2 separate regions of the Sus scrofa genome follow, and region 2 is linked to region 1. The links are chromatin contacts, called in public HiChIP or PLAC-seq maps. All regions are on one chromosome and are shown on one strand. Each heading gives the region's core, a stretch centred on a gene start, on an enhancer-like site or on the middle of the called end of the contact. The rest is flanking DNA. Distances are from core to core; before and after follow the strand shown.

Evidence for each region. HiChIP or PLAC-seq counts read pairs in DNA pulled down with a chosen protein or histone mark.
Region 2: a contact with region 1 is called in an H3K27ac HiChIP or PLAC-seq map of skeletal muscle, with 4 times the contacts expected there. The contact joins the promoter of DHX40 here to the promoter of SKA2 in region 1. A contact is called at or near these places in 1 of 47 Hi-C or Micro-C datasets (heart right ventricle) and 1 of 2 datasets of contacts at active chromatin or transcription factors (skeletal muscle).

Annotation. Positions count from the first base shown.
Region 1 is chr12:35,431,952-35,434,695 of Sscrofa11.1, reverse strand. SKA2 (spindle and kinetochore-associated protein 2) reads left to right here and starts at 1,402. Exons shown (of 4, transcript XM_003131674.5): 1 at 1,402-1,683. The coding sequence starts at 1,651. It overlaps PRR11 (proline-rich protein 11), which reads right to left and starts at 1,002. Exons shown (of 11, transcript XM_005668999.3): 1 at 869-1,002.
Region 2 is chr12:35,780,246-35,783,255 of Sscrofa11.1, reverse strand. DHX40 (probable ATP-dependent RNA helicase DHX40) reads right to left here and starts at 1,702. Exons shown (of 18, transcript XM_005668994.3): 1 at 1,552-1,702; 2 at 490-657. The coding sequence starts at 1,603.

The DNA.
Region 1 (2,744 bases), core at 153-2,652:
GTTAACCCACTGAGCAATGGCAGGGATCGAACCCGCAACCTCATCGTTCCTAGTCGGATTCGTTAACCACTGCGCCACCACGGGAACTCCAAGTCTTTTTTGTTGTTGTTGCTTTTTAGGGCTGCACCTGTGGCATATGGAGGTTCCCAGGCTAGGGGTCGAATCCGAGCTCCAGCTACCGGCCTACACCACAGCCACAACCACGAAGGATTCGATCTGCGCCTGCGACCTACATCACAGCTCAGGGCAATGCCGGATCCCTAACCCACTAACTGAGGCCAGGGATCGAACCTCTAACCTCATGGTTCCTAAGTCGGATTCGTTTCCGCTGCACTATAATGGGAACTCCCCATAGGGCTATTTCTGATATTTGCTTATATTTAATTTTACACTTTATGTTGTGCAGCATTGCTTTTTTAGTTCCCGTCTTGTTTCTCTAAAGAGATTGCAGCTCCCTAAAGCTTAGTCCAGCGCAGTACTAGGCACAAAGCAAACAGGGCATAATTTTAAAATTGCCACTCTCATAGAAACTCGAAAGATATTAAGACTATATCAAGGAACACAGTAGTTGGTTGGCTCTTCATCCCTGTCAAGAAATGTACTTTCTCAAACTTAAAGTGCAAAATAATCACAGGGGTTATTAAAAATTCATATTCTGATTCAGTAGGTCTGGGTGGAGCCAGATAATCTACATTTCTAACAAGCGCCCAAGTCATGCAGGTACTTTTGGGTTTGCAAACCACGTTTTGAACCGCAAGTAAAGGAATGGGCAAAAGGAAGGCAGATGCTTTACTCCAAAATATATTTTTGCAGAGCGTTAATTAAAAAGAAGTACGATTAGAGTGGACCCAGGCGGAGTACTTCTTACCCAAACTCAGAACACCTCCATCTCCCCTCCGAGTCCAGCCAAAGTCCCCACCTTAGTAAACCGTAAGAACACAAGCAGCAACAGGCCCAGCTATGGCAGATGCGAGCCCAGGTAACAAAAGAAGATCTCCCTGCACTTACTAGTCTAAGAGGCCAGGGGTTCGATGACGTCCCGGGAGTAGCCGCTCCCTCGCCATAAAGAAAAATTCAAAATTAAGACCTTATCGTGGAGGGACCAATCATAGCCTTTGTCTCTTCACCATTTGCTCTCTGCGTAGTGCAGGAGCGCAGCCTAGCTTCTGACTGGCTGAGGTTGCACCACGTTCTGGCCAATCAGAGCTGAGGCGCTTCTAGTATGAATAGGGGGAAGGCGGGAGCGAAGTGGAGGGGAAGCAGCCGAGGAAAGGTGTGTCACGTCCCCGTTGTCGCTTGTGGAAGCTTTTGTGTAATTGGTTGGCTCTTCTTCCAATTGCACCAATCGGAAGCTCTTCTCTGAGGAACTCTAACTGTGAAATTGAAAGTAGAGATGAGGATGCAGCCAATGGAAGAAAAAAAATGTATAGCAGCCAATCCTCCTGCGGCGTTTTGTGTCCTCGCCCAACAAGAAAATGTGTTTCATGCGTAGGGGCGTCTCCCAATCGCCAATGGGCGGGCACTGGTGAAGCGGAGGAACCAATGAGTGCGAGGTGTTGAGTGACAGCTGTCCAATAGGGACCCTCAGTGCTAGTACGGTTTACGGCTTAAGCGCCGCCGCCGTGGTCTGAGGAATGTCAACTATTCAACATGGAGGCGGAGGTCGATAAGCTTGAACTGATGGTGAGTGTAAAGTGAAGGAGATCTGCTGGGTAGTTCATTTTTCCCGGATGGCCTCCAAGGTGGAACGCAATTAGGAGTCGCCGGAAATCCTGGGTGGTGGAGGCTGGACTAGACTAGCTCCCTCCTCCTGCACCGAAGGGAGTCGCCACCGCCTGGTTTCTTTTAACCGCCACGGGGAAAGGCGTTACATCCGGGAAACTCGTGAGGGAAATGGCGGGAGATGCTGAGGGTGCGGGGCCTTTGGAATTCCTTGTTCCTTGACCTCATCTTTCCGCCTCTTAAGGAGCTGTGGCTGGTGCAGACAGCCTTCTGTGTATTTCCACCAAAAAGGCGTGATTGGAATGGTTCCTTTACACCCTAAGAAGGGGCGAGGTCGTTTGCACTCCGAGAAACGGGCATGGAGGGTGGGGTGGGAGTAAACCGAGAGGGGCGGAGAGAAATCCCTTTAGGACTGAACCGTCACATTCTCGGCAAGCTGAAAAAGTCTGAGATAGGATTCTAGACTTGTGTGCATAACTTCCTATCGGCCAAGGAAGCTCCTCGTTTCTCTTTGGCCCTTCGGTGAGGGAGAGAAGGGAATCTGAACCAGGAGCTCCTTTCCTGGAGCGCGGGCGGGACTGGGACGTGGACGGCACCCCTGCTCTGGAGTTGCCTAGTTTCATTCATTGTGAAAGTAGGGGGCGGGGGCGAGTAACTGGAAAGGACTCCTGCTGCTGCTTGGCCTGCAGGAGCGCGCCAAATTGCAGGCCGTCCTAGTTTCTCCTTTGGATCCTTGCCTTACTTGTTCTCTTTATTCTCTCCCTTCCATCCCTAAATTACCCACTTGGTCGCCCGCGCTTTTTTTCTTTTTAGTTCCCTTGTTCTGTCTTCAGTCTTTTCCCCTCCTGTATTACATGTGTTTGGATTGGGCTGACTTCCTTTAAAATGTGGAATTTGGAGGGCTCATCCATTATTGAATTCCTGTCCTTTTTTTGTTAAAGGAAAATAACAAGATTAAGTAAAGAAGCCATCTCCATCGCAGTCCTTTCCTCCTACCACTGCCATTCCCTGGCATTACTGCT
Region 2 (3,010 bases), core at 453-2,952, 350 kb before region 1:
GAAACGAATCCAACTAGGAGTGATGAGGTTTACTTCCTGGCCTCCCTCAGCGGGTCAAGGATCCAGGTTGTGGTGTGGGTTGCAGATGAGGCTCGGATCTGGCGTTTCTGTGGCTGTGGTGTAGGCTGGCATCTACCGCTCCGATTAAACTCCTAGCCTGGGAACCTCCATATACTGAAGGTGTAGCCCAAAAAAGACAAAAAGACCAAAAGAAAAAAAGAATAGGAAATTTTTGGAGTTCCCATTGTGGCTCAAAGGAAACGAATCTGACTAGTATCCATGTGGCTGCAGGTTCGATCCTTGGCATCGCTCAGTGGGTTAAGAATCTTGGATCCCTAGTTGCTGTGGCTGTGGAGTAGGCCAGCAGCTATCGCTCCAATTTGACCCCTAATCTGGGAACCTCCATATGCCACCAGTGTGGCCCTTTAAAAAAAAAAGGGTGGGGGATATTTTTTAAATACTCCCAATATTACCCCAGAATAAAATTACCTGCTTCATATAGATACTTTGGAAGTTGTGTTGTTTTACCACTTCCTGTATTTCCAGTAACAATAAGGAATGAATTGTCCCTCACAGCCTGAATAAGTTTTTTTCTTTGTTTTTGAATAGGAAAAGTTGGAGTAGTTCCTCCCTCCTGTGATGTGCATCCTTTCTCTTCTGTAATAACAACAAAAAAGTTTATAAATTAAAAGACCTGTAAAAACATCACTAACTCAATTTCTCAGAAATGAAAAGAGAACGACAATAGAATTTCAGGGCTAGAAAGACTCAAACCATGACTTCTCAGTTAAATCACTCACATCCAATTTGCAAGTAAGGGTTTTTATAAGCCCAATGCAACTTTATAGTCAGCTCTAATAACTTGAGCATTTGCTAATGCATGACTCAAAGTATCTGCCAGAGTAAGCCTAGTATAAGGCAAAGTATTTGCAAACACACCTATACAGAAACACAAAAGCCAATTTTATTAAACAAAACACCCAAAACCGGAACACAGAAGAAAAACTCTCAGCTGAATTAAAAGCCACCTGTGTTTGCTTCTGATTCATGGTTCAAGTTAGGTCCCTGTTCAGAGTGACTGATATCCCAGAAGGCCAAGTGGTGGGTAACCATGGAAACTGGCTCCTGGAAACTGGCTCCCTTCATACCGTACCCAAAGGCAGGCTGGCGGCCCGACGAAGGGGCGGGGGGGGGGGGAAATGGGTAGAGAACAAAGGCTTTATGAGCCTATTTAAGAGCAGAACGCGTCTCTGCGCTGGGGTTCACTTTTTTGTACCCCAGTAGGGTTTTCACCCAACTTGCGTCTGGGACCGCCCCCCTCTAGACCAAAGTGCTCACTGGACGCAAAGTTCGGTTCCCGCTTGGAGGGCGACAAAAACGCTACAACCTCCACCCTACTCTTCTCTGCCTGCCTAAGGCAGACTTTTATCTTTCCCAAACCCCCCCATGCCCTAACTCCCGCTGGCCTCCGTAGTGTCCCGCGGACCGCACCTCTATCCGCGATGGTAACAGCCGAAGGCCGCTCTTCCTGAAGGTCTCTTGAGCGCTCACCTTCCTCCTGCCGCCTTGGCGCCCTGCCCGCGACGGCGGGAAACCGGGACATAGACCTGGCCCCAAGCGGAGGTGAGCACGTCCACCGATCTGAGGAGATGGGAGGGGAAAGGCGAAGACGCGCCCTGATGACGTCGAGGTGTTTACTTCCGCGCGTGCGACTCGAGCAAGGGGAGGGGCAGATGTTCGTTGACTTGGCGCGCGGCGGGCGAGCAGTTCCCCAACCCGCGCCACGCGGCTGCGAGCAGACGGTCCACCCCGGAGTGTCCTCCGCTGCCTGAAGGTGTACGCTGCGCGGGTGTTGTAAAGCCAGCCCCGAGGTCCGGAAGCGCTCCCTCCTGTTTCTCTTCTTATGCGCAAAAGGGCACGGGACACCTTTTTGCTCAGTGGTCCCTGCAAGCCTAGCCTACCTTCACACACCTAACGTTATGTGACCGTTTGCCAGGAGCTGGAACCTTACTAGAGGTGTTCCATAATATTGTCACTTTGCGTATCCTGAATTGACCCGTTTAAGGCATACATCCCACGAGTTGCAGAGCCGAACTTCTGGTTCCATAGGATCCAAAACTTACGTCGCATACGCTCTACATTCCCTTCGCAGGATCCTGCATTTTAATTTATTTCCATGTTTATTTTCTTTCCCTTTTCCCCAAATAGATGCAAGCGCGGCAACTTCAGAAAATCATGGAACGTTCAGCCTGGCAAAGTGATTCGAAGTGGGCTGGTTTTTGAATTTGCTGGGTGGATGAGTGAATGATTGATCTGCAGAGGAGTTAAGCTCACTTTTAATGGCTGTGGGTTCCTTGGAAACCACAAGCGCTGAAAAGTTTAAAAGATATACAACAATCAAGGGTGGGGTGACTTTTTCAGAAAGGCAATTTGGGGAGCAGTCTTCCTGACATAGAACCTTAAAATTTTGTTAAGTGATGTCAGTCGTAATAACAAAATCTGTGCAAGAAGGTTGTTTTCCGACTTTTCAACCATTCCTACTGTTAGAATTAACCAACACTGGAGTTCCCATTGTGGCTCAGCAGTAGCAAACCCGAACTGGAGGCGGGTTCCATTCCTGGCCTCTCTCAGTGAGATCTGGGTTATGTAAGGATACTGCGTTGTGGTGAGCTGCAGACCTGGTGTTTTTGTGGCTGTGGATCTAGCGTTGCTGTTGCTGTGGTGTAGGCTGGCATAGATGCAGCTCTGATTGGACCTGGGAACTTCCATATGCCGAAGGTGCAGCTGTAAAAAGGATAAAAAAAAAAAAAATGAACCAACACTTACAGCTGAAGAAAACAATGCAAGCTGTCACTGTGCATTAACTAAAGGCTACTACTCTCCTATCTGACCAACCTTCAGATGATGTCATTGGACCCCAAGATTTTTCTGTGCTCATTAAAAATTTGTGAATACCAACTCCTTTTAGAGGGGACGGGTTAACATCTCTGAAAATGCAAGTTTGTCATAT